2 separate regions of the Mus musculus genome follow, and region 2 is linked to region 1. The links are chromatin contacts, called in public HiChIP or PLAC-seq maps. All regions are on one chromosome and are shown on one strand. The core of a region is the stretch at or near the end of the contact, and the rest is flanking DNA. Distances in the headings are between cores, read along the strand shown. Region 1 holds the start of Gmeb1 (glucocorticoid modulatory element binding protein 1). Region 2 holds the start of Ptpru (protein tyrosine phosphatase, receptor type, U).

Evidence for each region. HiChIP or PLAC-seq counts read pairs in DNA pulled down with a chosen protein or histone mark.
Region 2: a contact with region 1 is called in an H3K4me3 HiChIP or PLAC-seq map of bone marrow-derived macrophages, with 3 times the contacts expected there. The contact joins the promoter of Ptpru here to the promoter of Gmeb1 in region 1. A contact is called at or near these places in 1 of 39 promoter capture datasets (pre-B cells) and 1 of 115 datasets of contacts at active chromatin or transcription factors (bone marrow-derived macrophages).

Annotation. Positions count from the first base shown.
Region 1 is chr4:132,258,070-132,264,279 of GRCm38.p6, reverse strand. Gmeb1 (glucocorticoid modulatory element binding protein 1) reads left to right here and starts at 2,731. Exons shown (of 10, transcript NM_020273.2): 1 at 2,731-2,789. Gm28874 (a long non-coding RNA gene) reads right to left here. Exons shown (of 2, transcript XR_390809.4): 1 at 3,680-6,210.
Region 2 is chr4:131,834,293-131,840,502 of GRCm38.p6, reverse strand. It overlaps Ptpru (protein tyrosine phosphatase, receptor type, U), which reads left to right and starts at 2,225. Exons shown (of 31, transcript NM_001083119.2): 1 at 2,225-2,419. The coding sequence starts at 2,347.

The DNA.
Region 1 (6,210 bases), core at 1,482-3,981:
CAGACACTGGGTTTGATCCCAGTACCCTCAAACCAAATCAAAGCCCAAATATACTAACACCTCTTTAATTCCTAAGAAACAGCTTTTAGTGAGCTAAAAAAATAAAAAGTGTAATTCAGAATTGTGTATGTATAATAAATCATGAAGGTAAAGAAGGAGGAAAATTAATAGAAAAATATTGGCTGGGAATATGTCAGTTATAAGTAGAAATACATTCTGTGTTTTCCAACCCTTTGTGAGCATTTGGTAACAGGAGGAGTGATTAAGTGGGGGTGGGGTCTCTCATAGCACTTACCTCGGAAAGCCAGCAGTCATCTTATTACCTTGGTTTATTATTTGTTCCCTTCATTCAAGCAACATAATAAAGAAACACAATCACAGTTGTCGCTCCTCCTCGGTGCTTTCCCTACAAGCTCCATTCACTGCCATCCAGCTCCATTTAGTCCCCAGCCTCAGAGAGGACTCCACCCAGCAGGAACAGCTCTCCTGCTGAACCCAGTGGCTGACCTAGGCTTTCCCCTTCAGAGCTGTCGCAGTCTCCAGACATACTAGAAAAGGGCATTGGATGCCCATTACAGATGGTTGTGAGGCACCATGTGGTTGCTGGGAATTGAACTCAGGACCTCTGAAGAGCAGTCAGTGCTCTTAACCAATGAACCAACTCATCCAGCCCCTAAGATCTTATTTCTTATTTATAACTGTATGTGTGTTTGTTCGCGTGAATGCAGTATCACCGGAGGCCAGAACAGGAGTTGGATCCCCTAGAGATAAGAGTTACAGGCAATAATGAGTCAACCCACATGAGTGCTGGGAACCTGACTCAGATCCTTAGCAAGAACAGTACACACCTTACTTGCTGAGCCATCTCTCCAGCCCCCAATGTTTCTTTTCGTGCTTGCTCAGTTAAAATGCTCTCACATCCAAAAAAGAAAAAAAAGAAAAGCTGGGCGTGGTGTCGCACGCCTTTAATCCCAGCACTTGGGAGGCAGAGGCAGGTGGATTTCTGAGTTTGAGACCAGCGTGGTCTACAAAGTGAGTTCCAGGACAGCCAGGACTACAGAGAAACCCTGTCTCAAAAAACCAAAAAAAGGGCTAGAGAGATGGCTCAGTGGTTAAGGGCACTGACTGCTTTTCCAGAGGTCCTGAGTTCAATTCCCAGGAACCACATGGTGGCTCACAACCATCTGTAATGGGATCTGATGCCCTCTTCTGGTGTGTCTGAAGACAATGACAGTGTATTCACATATATGAAATAAATAAATAAATTCTTAAAAAACAAAACAAGGGCTGCAGAGATGGCTCAGCAGTTAAGAACACTGACTGCTCTTTCAAAGGTCCTGAGTTCAAATTCCAGCAACCACATGGTGGCTCACAAGCATCTGTAACAATATCTGATGCCCTCTTCTGGAGTGTCTGAAGACAACAGTGTACTTACATATAATAAATCTTAAAAAAAAAAAACCCGCTCTCACACACTTATATATCTTTTTTAAAAATCACATTTAGAGTGGTGGCATACTCCTTTAATCCCAGCACTTGGGAGGCAAAGGCAGGCGGATTTCTGAGTTCGAGACCAGCCTGGTCTACAAAGTGAATTCCAGGACAGCCAGGGCTACACAGAAAACCCTGTCTCAATTAAAAAAAAAAAAAAAAAAAAAATCACTATGTAGGTTCGAGTGGTGGAACTCAGGTGGTCAGGAGCCTGCACCCAACGTGCCATCTCTACACACACACACACACACAGCCCACAACCTGCCCTTTGGAAGCAAAGAAGACAGATACAACACAATGTCTATAGGAAGAAAGATGGGAAATAACCCTTGTGGGTCTTCTGCACGTGTTCTACCTACCGACCTACTTCCCTCCTCACACCCCTCATCTCTACGTTTGGCTTGCTTTTTTTTTTTGAGACAAGGTCTCATTATGTAGCCACAGCTGGCCTAGAACCCACTATGTAGACCAGGCTAGACAGGAATTGTGGAATTAAAAGCGTGTACCACCAGCACGTGCCGACGTTCCTGTTTAACTTTCAAAGATGAGAATGAAAGAGTAAGGTGGCTCTGAGGAATTTATAAACCAAAAGCATCTAACCCCAAGGCCTGACCACATTGCCTTAAAGCTTGTCAGTTACTATTCCCCGGCCTCAGAAACTTGCCCAAGTACTTTTCAAGTATCATTTCATTGTACATGAACGACATGTACCTTTCGGGAAATAGGTGGCTTAGAGTTGTCAAGTCACTGCACAGTTGTTGTACCGGTTCCAAGGAAGTTCAAATTTGAACTCCGAACCCGGACAAGCAGGAAAACCTGCGCAAAGAGCCATGGTTTGGACGCGGGAAGGGGTTACTATCTATGCTCAGCAGCATCTTTTCATTCCACATTGGTAACCTGAAATCCTGATAAATTGTAAGCGTCAATAAAGAGGATTTGGAGAAAGAAAAGCCCTAGTCCTCCACAAGAGTCAGGGCGAGATGACCTCTGCATCTAAACCTTATTCAGTCCCCTGGGGCCTCCCGCGACTTCTCCAACACTGCCTTTCTAGGACCGAAGGCCTAAGCTCTCAGGCTCCCCTAAATCGCTAGGCTGAGGGGGGAGGTGTATCCCCTGCGCGGCCCGCAATAAGGACGCGTCCCCTTTAAGGCGCCGGCTCGCCCGCCGCGGCGGCCGGAAGTGCTGGAGCCCGGCTTGGCGGCGGCGGTGGCGGCGGCCGCCGTGGCGGCTTTGTGCGCATGCTCCGTCGCCCGCCCGCCCTGGCCGCTCGCCGCCCGCCCGCCCGCCCGACGGAGACGGTGAGGAGGGGGAGGGGTGGGCGCGCGGCGCGGCGAGGGCTGGGGGCGGGGGGGGGCGGGCGCGGGGGCCGCGCGGCGGCCGGCGACGGCGACGGCGAGGGCGAGGGCGAGGGCGGGCGGGCGCGCAGGGGGCGGGGGGCTGCTGCCTCCGCGGGCGCCTCCCCACGCCCTGTGCGTGCCGCCGCCGCCGCCGGGGAGCGAGCGGACGTCGCGGCGCCGCGGGGGGGGTGGGGGGACGCTGCCGCTGGGTCCGCCCGAGCCGCCGGGCCGCCCCCAGCGTGGCCGGCCGGGCCTAGGCTCCGGGTCCTACGAACCCCGTACTGGGCGGGGGTTGGGGGGGTGGGGAAGGCTCGGCGCCCCCGGACCGAGGGGCCCGGAAGTCCTCGCGGAGGGGCCAGGGGAATCCCTCCCCACCCCAAAAATACGGGGTTTGGGAGCTTGGGCCTTGCGCGGAGGAGCTGGGTCAGGCCTGGGTCGGGCCGGGTCGGGGGAGAGGGCGGCGTGCTGGGGTGGGGGTGGGGTGCAGGGAATAGGGTCAAGCCTTCGCCCGAGGGGAGAGGCCTGGGCCACCAGACCTGGAGAGGAGGAGGAGGAGGAGGAGGAGGAGGAAGGTCCTTTGGAGGGCTTAGGAGAGGAGGCAGCGTCCTTCCCAAGATGAAGGGCAGTAAGAAGGAGAAGGGTCCCCGTGAGGGCTTCAGAGTGGAGGGCCTCCGGTGGCTAGGTGGAGAGTAGGGTGGTTTCCTGCGTCAGGAGACGAGGGAAGCCTAAGGTTATGGGGTTAGTGAGAAGGTACTTGCTGGGAAGAGGGTACCCCTTGCTTTCAGAAATGACAGGGAATTGGCCAGGTGTCCTCGGTTTGAGAGGCAAGAGAAATGTGGGCAGAATCTTACCCGAGGGTCTTGACCTGGCTGTCCAAGGAGCAAGGAAACCCTGAGCTCTCAAAATGCGACCTGTTACTGACTCTAGGAGAACCAGGAAGTAGGGGTTTTCTCCACATCTGTACACTCTTGCCATCTGCCCAGCCCCCTTTCCTTGGCTAGTATTATGGAACGTTTTCATAAGAGCTTGGGCCTAACGCTTCTAATTTTTCAACCATATAATAACTTGTTTTTCTTTTATACTTAAGTTCATTGAGTAGGTGTATTTGAGCTTTGTTGGGTTAGTTTGGGCCCTGTTTTGATTTCTTACACTCTTAGAGGGGTGACTTTTAAAAACGTATTCCTTGATTCCTTCAAACACCTATATAGGAGTCTCCATCCAATCTGTGATTTATATAGAACTTCACTTCCTCTGGATACTTCCTGCAGAGTGAAATGACCTTGGGTTCATTATATCTGAGTTCACTTTGGCTGAACAACCAAGTGCATACGGTGGACTTAGTGAGTTTTGTGCTTAAGTAATAAAGTTGCAAATTGGAGACTTGTTGTTGGTTTTGGCTATTTATTTGAGACTGGGTTTCTCTGTGTGGCTCTGGCTGTTTTGGAACTGGCCTCCAATTGTTTAGGTATTTGAGACAGGGTATCTCTGTAGTCCTTACTGGCCTTGCACTCAAGAGATTTACCTGCCTCTGCCTTACGAGCGCTGGGATTAAGGGCATATGCCATCATTGCCTGGCTTTTGTTTGTTTCTTTTTGAGATAAAGTCTCCTTTTAGTTTGGCTGGTGTCAAACTCAAAAGAGATTTCACCTGCCTCTGCCTCCAAAATATGCCAGGCTGCTCTGTATGTTAGTTATTTGACACCGGGGCTCACTATGTAGCCCTGGCTGGCTTTGAACTTATGGTAGTCTTGCCTCAGATGCCCAGGTTCGTGCTTGTAGATGGGAGATGATCATACCAAGCACGTGCTTGCTTTTCTTTTCTTTTCTTTCTTTTTATTTTCTTGGCATCTTTCTCTGTAGCTCTGGTTTGACTGGCACTTGCCGTGTAGACCAGACCGACTTTACACTTGCATATCTTTCTGCTTCTGCCTCTCCTGGGCTAAGATTTTAAATTTAGATTTATTACCTGGCACGGTGGCACACGCTGTTCTTCCTGTCCTCACTCACTTGTAAAGCAGCAGCAGGCAGATATCCTAGTCTGAGGCCAACTACATTGCATGTTCCAGCCTGTGTCTCAAAACAACAGCAAAAATGTATATGTTCCTGTCACTGTCTGTGTGTGTATATTGGTGTGTCTGCCTGCCTGCCTGCCTTGCTGGTATACTTGTGGAGGTCAGAGGACAACACAGGATTTGAGTCTCTCCTTCCACTGCCTGTGTCCTTCAGATCAAACTCAGGTTTTTATGCTCCATAACAATAGCCTGTCTTTACCTTCTGAGCCATCTTGCAGGCAGGCACCCATCTCCTTTTTTTGTTTTTGTTTTTATTTTAAACAAAGGTTTTGTATAGTCTCAGCCTTCTTATGTAACTGAAGATGACCTTGAATCCCTAACACTTCTGCTTCTACCCCCAGAGTGCTGCTATGCCTTGTTCCTGCTCACTTTAAATATTCTTAAGTTTATAATGCTATATGCATAATGTTGGGAGGGGTGCCTGTGCCATGGTGTGCAGGTGGGTAGAGGCTGGAGGATTTTATGGAGTTGGTTCTCTCCGTTTATCTTTACATGAGGTTTAGAGTTATAACTCAGGTAACCAGGCTTTTTTTTTTTCTTCCCTGAAAATAATTGCAGAGCAGCAGCCGGTTAGCACTTGTCTGTAATCCCAGCTCTCTGTAGACTGAGCCAGGAGGATTGAAAGTTCAAGCCCAGCCTGGACTACTTAGTGAGACTTTTCTCTCAAATACCCAAGTAACTGAATGTGGAGGTTTTTGCCTTCATTCCCGAGCTTGGTAGAAGCTGGAGGCTCAATAGCACGAGGTCACCCACAGCTACATAGAGAGTTTGAGACCAGCCCAAAACTAAGCAAGGACTAAAAAGCAAACTACAGAGAAAACTGTTTTGCTGTAGGTTGACCCCATGGCTCATGCCAAGCCTCGGCCCTGAGCTGTACTACCCCTGCAATGCTTCTTTCTACATCCTTGACTAAATTTTATTAAAATTATGTCATGGTTTTGTACGTTCTCATAGAATTACAGAGCTCACAGCGGTGCCATCTCATGAGGGATATTGCAAGGCCTCCTCTGTGAGGTACCCATGGGATCAGCTCGCTCATCTCACCTCTGGAGTTTGTGTTGCTATACACAAGGGGCAGGCAGGTTTGTGTTTATATATCTTAGAGCAGTCTGTGCTGGTCTGGAGGTGCTCACTGGAAGTGGGATACTTAAGATGATGACATTGAACCTAGACTTCATTTTACTAAGAATTACCAGTTGTCTTGTTGGAGTGGACTCTTCTCTGTCACTAAAAACATGTTCCAGATGACTCTTAGGCTCGACTGTTAGAAGTGGGTTCCAGGTATGGAAGGAATAAAGTACAAATTCTGCA
Region 2 (6,210 bases), core at 976-3,475, 420 kb after region 1:
AAACTTGAGATTAATAAAAAGAGCAAACAACAACAACAAAAACCAAACAAAAACCAAAACCCCAAAACTTCAGTTCTCCCCCCCTCCAACGCACAGCCGGCTCCGGGTTGCCAGATCTCTCTCTGTTTCAGCATGTCTTTCTGTCTTGCCCATCACTTTTCCTTCCTCTACCTCTGTCTCATGGTGACTCTCAGTTTAATGCTCGGGTCCTCGAGAGCTGTGTCTTTGCTTCCTTGAGCAGCAGTTTGAGGACCCAAGGAGACCAGGGATGCTCAGTTCTTCCTTTTCTAGCCTCAGGGTAGCTTCTCAGTGTGAGCCAACTGAGGGAAGAGACAAGAAATAGGGAGGCCTTACAGACGCCAAGACCTGTACTTAAATGAGTTCCTTCAACATCTCTGCCCATTAGTTGTTGGGGGGAATGAAAGTAATAAACCAAAACTCAAGACTCTCCAGCGGCTGATCATTTTCTTAGTGTTTATTGACTCAAAATGTCTTCCGTATTCGGCTTTCTGTGTGGTCTGCAGGCCCTGGCAACTTTTCCAGTTGCACCTGCCGTTCCTCTTCACCCTTCCATTCGGGCTCCCTCTTAGACCAAGGCTCGCGCTTCGGGCTGGCTGCAGCGTTCCTTCCCATTGGTCTGGCTGGCTGCAGCGTTCCTTCCCATTGGTCTGGCTGGCTGCAGCATTCCTTCCCATTGGTGTGCTTGAGGCTGGCTCCTCACACGTCAGGTCTAAGATCACGTGGCATGGGGTCACATCCTTGGCAAAGGCGTCTGTCTTGGACTGTCTTTTCTGAAGCGTGACCCGACCCCCCCCCCCCATCTTTTAGTGTTCCTTGTTGCAAGAGCTTCATTTCCTTGAGGGCGCATGCCTCAGACTGAAGTTCCATATGTATTTATTTATCTGCGGCATGAAGTCTTCGTGAGAGCAAGGGCCCTCTCTGTAAGTACTCATCTATCAGTTACCCGCTCATTCATTACTCATCGAGTATGCGGGATACCAGGCCCCGGGGGAAAAAGCTTCCCTAGGGGGACACACATTCTAAACATGGGGGATATATACCAAGTCCATCACATAGCAGGCAGTCTGTTTAGAAGTGCAGCGATCCACTTTCCCTACTGTAGGTTCCAACCCCCCCCCCCACCCTCTCCTGCATCTTCCTCCTGAATGTAAGCTTCATGAGGGTGGGGATTTTAAAAAATATTTAAATTATATTTAAAATATAATTTTATATTTTATAAATATACACGGCCAGAAGTGCTGGTCTGATGCGCAGTTACAGGTGGTTGGACAAGGGTGCTGGGGATCCATCCTGAGCCCTTTGCAAGAGCCGCGTGCACGCACCTAACCACTGAGCCGTCTCTCTAGCTCCCGGAGATCAAGCCTTTGTTTTTTAATCTCCTCGGTAGTCTACAGTCATCACTGAACCAACAAGCCCATATCTATTCAGTATTTGAGAAGCAAATGGGTTTCCAGATGTGAGTCGGTTTTTGTTCGTTTGTTTACACATTTCGAACCAGACAACCTTGATTCAGATCTTGGTGTCGCCTCATACTGACACATAATCTTGAAAAAGTCACGCTCTATGATCTCAACTTTCTCAACTGTGTAATGGCATTAGAATGGTGTGTGTCCCCTAGGGCAATAGTGAAGATGAACAGAGTCCCAGAGAGAGGCACACATGGCACCTGGTCTTAAGTAGCCACTGACAACTATGCTGGTGGTTGTGCAAAAACTTGGACGGGGCAGAGTTCCAAATCTACTTACTCCGAGTAGCCGGAGGCTACTGTAGAGGCACGAGCGTCAGTAAGAGAGAAGTGAATTTCATATTACTGAAAGTAAACGGCAACATTCCAAAGGCCCAACAACGTTTCAGGTAGATGAAGAGTGCTCTGTCATTGGAGGGAGCTGGGAGTTTATGTTCAGAGTAGTCAAGGTAGGAAAAACTTAAGCAACTGAGGGAACAGAGGAGCCAAGGGTTCCTGGGTTACAGTCTCAGCCGTGGGCAACGGATGCGTTGAGAGTGCCGACCTGAACACCGGCACCGGCCGATGGATCTTGTCGACGGGGTGCGAGAGTGGGGGATGGGCACGCCAAGGCCGGCGGGCCCAGGGAACCGGGCCGCAGCGCGCGACACCACCAGCAGGGGACGCCTCGAGACCGCGGAACTCGCGCCCGGGGGCCTGACGTCAGCGCCCCGCTCGTTCGGGCTCCCGCTCTGGACTCGGCGCCAGTCCCGCTCCGCGCGGCACTGCTCCACTACGGCTCCCGCTCGCCTTGGGCTCCCGGTCGGGCTCCGGAGGCGTCGCCTCCCCAGCTGCGGGTCTCCAGGACCTAGGCGGCGGCCATGGCCCGGGCTCAGGCTCTGGTCCTGGCGCTCACCTTCCAGTTCTGCGCGCCTGAGACCGAGACTCCCGCAGGTAAGCGCGCGCGGTCCCTCCAAGCTTATCCCGCGAGTGCCCGGGGGGCCGGGGATGGCTTGTCGCTGGTGTCGGAGTGCTCCAAGCTTCTGTGGCCGCTGTGTCTGTAGTTTGTGTGCAAACTGAGGTTGAGTGTGTACCGCGGATGCGAGTGTGCTGGTGTGAGTGTCGCCTGCGTGGAGCACCGGGTGTGCGCTGGCTCATGTTTGTCCACGCTGCCAAGTGGGTTGTGTATCTGAGTTTCAGTGGCTTGGCTAGAGTTGCGTCTGATCCTGTGTTGCATTTGTTGGCTTTTTTTTTTGTATTCCCTAGGCGGGAGTACTGTTTGTTGCTGGTGCGTTTGAAAACCCGCGTGTTTGTTTATGCCTGTGCTGTGAGGACTCGGTGGATTGTGCCCAAGTGTGGGCCCGAGTGTGTGTGGTGTGTGTGTGTGTGTGTGTGTGTGCAGTCGTGGGAACCGGGTCGGAACCTGTGTGAGCTCTGTGCCCACGAGTGACCCTGTGGGAGTATTTGGGGTGTACGATGCTGTGTGGGTCCGTGTGAATGTCAGGGATGCGGGGAATACGTATGGGGGAGCGTGTCTGGAGTGGATGTGAGTGTGTCGGTGAGCGATGGTTTCGTGGCTAGGGACGCTGCGAGCTTGGGGTGCTCCTAGGCCGTGGTCGAGTGTGGCCGGGACCCGAGGGTGTGTGTGCATGTGTGTGTGCATATGTGAGTGTATGTGTGATCGCGCGCGCGCGTGTGCGTGGCGCACCCGGCCGGAACAAGTTGTCGCGGCGGCGTCCCCCGGAGGCTGGGGCGGCCCTGCGGCTGGCGAGGGAAGGAACGGGGAGAGACGTGGCTGTAGCCGCCGACTCCGACATTTCGGGCGGTTTGTTGTTTCGCAAGTTCCGAGCGGCGCTGGCTGGCGGCTGATCCGAGGAGGCGCCAGGGCCGCGGGGCGCCCGGGATGGGGAGGGCCGTGGGGCGCACCCGGTTGCGGGCGGGGCTGCGGCGTCGGGGCCCCCGCAGGGCCTGGCTGGAGGCCTCGGGACAGCGTCCCCATCGTAGCTCGTCAGAGGCGTTGGGGACGCCGCGGTCCCCGGGGACGCTGCCTGCGTCTGCTTTGCAACTTTGTGCGGCCTCCCGGCCAGTCGGGCACGCGCGTGCGGACGTGTGTGTGTTGTGTGTGTGTGCGTGTGTGCGTGTGTGCGTGTGTGTGTGTGTGTGAATGTGTGCATGGGCCTCCCCCTCGGCCTGCGGTGAGATCCCGTGCTTGAGTGTGCTTTGGAGCCTGGTGTCCTATGGAGGGTGTGTGCGTGTGCGTGCGTGCGTGTGTGTGTGTGTGTGTGTGTGCATTCCCATGTCTGAGTGTGTGTCCAGTGACTGTCTGTGCGACCGCGAGCGCATCGCATCGTGTGCTCTGTGAATGGAGTGTCAGTGTGCTTCTGTGTGTGCGCGCGCGTGGTCCACCGTCCTTTCCTGAGGCCTGGACCTCAGGCCTCGGCCCCTCTGGCGGGCGTGTGCCGGTCCTCTTCCAGGGTTTCCTCCTCCCCTGGCTCCCGCCACCGGCGTGAGGTAGCTGGGAGTCGCCCCGGGTGGAAGCAGAGCCGAGACACGCGCTGCCGCCTTGGGCCCAGGGAGAGACTCCAGGTCGCCTGCCTGCCCCAGACAACTGGCCTCCGGGGATCTCGTTCACCGCCCCGCCCCCGCTGGGGCGTCTCGGGAGCTGTCCTGGTCTTGCCCTGCAGCTTTGGGGTTGTACTGCTCAGCTTCAGTTTTGACCTCCTGGTATCAGAGAGGGTGATCCAGGCAACCTGCCTCTTAGACCTTTCTCAGGGCCGCGGGGCGCCCGGGATCTTTAAGATAGAACCCTTTTCATTCCCTCACTCGATCACCTTGATTTGAGAATACACACGATCATCAATTGCCCTGGTAGTAGACTGTCAGGATCAAGGTTTGAGAGTGAGAACTGCTGCAGGTTGTTCTCATTCTTGAGCCTCAGTTTCTCCGTGTGCTTCATGGTCTTAATAATGACCGCGTGTGATACTTGGTAGAATGTTAAGTCCCCTACTGAGAAGCTGAGGAGAAGATGGGTTGGGGGTGTGTGTGTGGCAAAACCCTAGGGGCTAATTTGAAGTGTGTGTGGGGGGGGGGGAGGGGGCAACACGGGCTCAAATTCTGTCTCGGCTACTTGTTGTGTGTGACCTTGGGTAAGTCACATTACTTCTCAAGTTCCTGTCACCTTTGAAACTTTTAGTATTAGAGAAGCTCTAGGCAGATGGGAGGTGGCAGCCCTCTGTCCTCAGTCTAGGGAGTGGATCCAGTCCCCTGCCTACTTCCTTAGTCACCCAGTGGGGGTCTGTGTGGGGTGACTCCCAGACGTGCACACCTGGCAGCAATTATCCCACTGTGCTCTGGATCGGTCTGTCCTTTTGGTCGCTGGAGTTATTGGGCAGCAGGAATGAGGGAGAGGTGCCCTGTGGTTTCAGGTTAGGCAACAAGGGCTTGTCAAGGCAGCCTTCTCTCTGGGGCTGAAAAGGGGGGCTAGACAGGAAGCCAGGAGGGGAGCCTGGATCCTATGCTGCCTCCTGCTTATGTCTGGTGGCATCGGTGGTCCAGAGCTGTGTACCCTGTTTGCTGGAGGCATGCTGCTATCCTTCAGGCTGGCCCCAGCTGGGCTTGTGGCACCCAGCTAGGTCAGCCAGAGCAGGACAGGAGGGGCTTTGTGCCTTCCCGTTGTGTCTTGAAGTATCCTATGCTTCCTCTATCTCTCCTTTTCTCCCTCCCCAGTGGTCCACCTGCAGGAAGGCAGCAGCCTCTTCCTTCCACTGTGTCAGAGTTCTTCCTAAAACGCACGTTTTAAACCCCTCTTCAAATCCTCATCAAAGCTCCTTGTTACTTTCAGAGTTAAAAGTCTTTCCTTCTCAGCTCCGTCAGAAGTCTAGCCCCTGCCTGGCCCACCTCATCTTCTGGGATCCTACGCTCTGGCTAGCTTTATCTACCAGTGGTCCCTAAGTATCCACAACCCACGATCTCTTCTCTGCACCTTGTACAAACTGTTTTCTTTCTCTCCAGGACTCTGTGATTCCACAATTTCCTATGTGAGCCTCCAGTTTGTCTCTCAGCTTAGAAATCACTTCTTCCTTGAAGCCTTCCTTGGTTTTTCTCTGTTTGAGTTCAAGAGAGGGAAGGGAGGAGCTGATTAGGTTTTTATATAATCTTATAATTATAGTCTCTTGGTCCTGCCACCCTTATGAGATCAGGAACTCTGGGAGGAAAGTCTCCGTGCGCCTTCAGATACTTAGCGCCAGGCACAAAGTCTGAGCCTTCTAGTCCAAGTAAATGGCTGTGACATACAGGAATGAATGAAGCAGACTGATATAGTTCAGTCCTGTAACCTAAGCACTGAGATGAGGAGGCGCTGAGGCAGGAGGATTGATTGCAAGTTTGAGGTCAACCTGAGTTGTATGGCGATTTCCACGCTAGACAGGACAACTTTTCATATTAAAAAGAAGAATGAATGAGTGAATGAATGAATGGAGTCAAATGGGTCAATTCAGAGCTGGAGATGCCAGATGGGGGCGCAGTGACTCCATTGAAGGCAGAAGGGAAGAGGATTTTTTTCCTCGGTAAGAATCTGGAATATTCTGTCTGTGGATGGTGTTATGTTGTGAAAAGGCTGTGTCCGGAAAGTGTCATCTGGGAGCTGTGAGTTAACTAGGTTGAGTCCCTGACAGAGACTGAAGGGAGAGGGCTCTTGCAGGACGGCCCCTCCCCCCAGACTGCTGCTGCCTCCCCCTGCCCTGGTC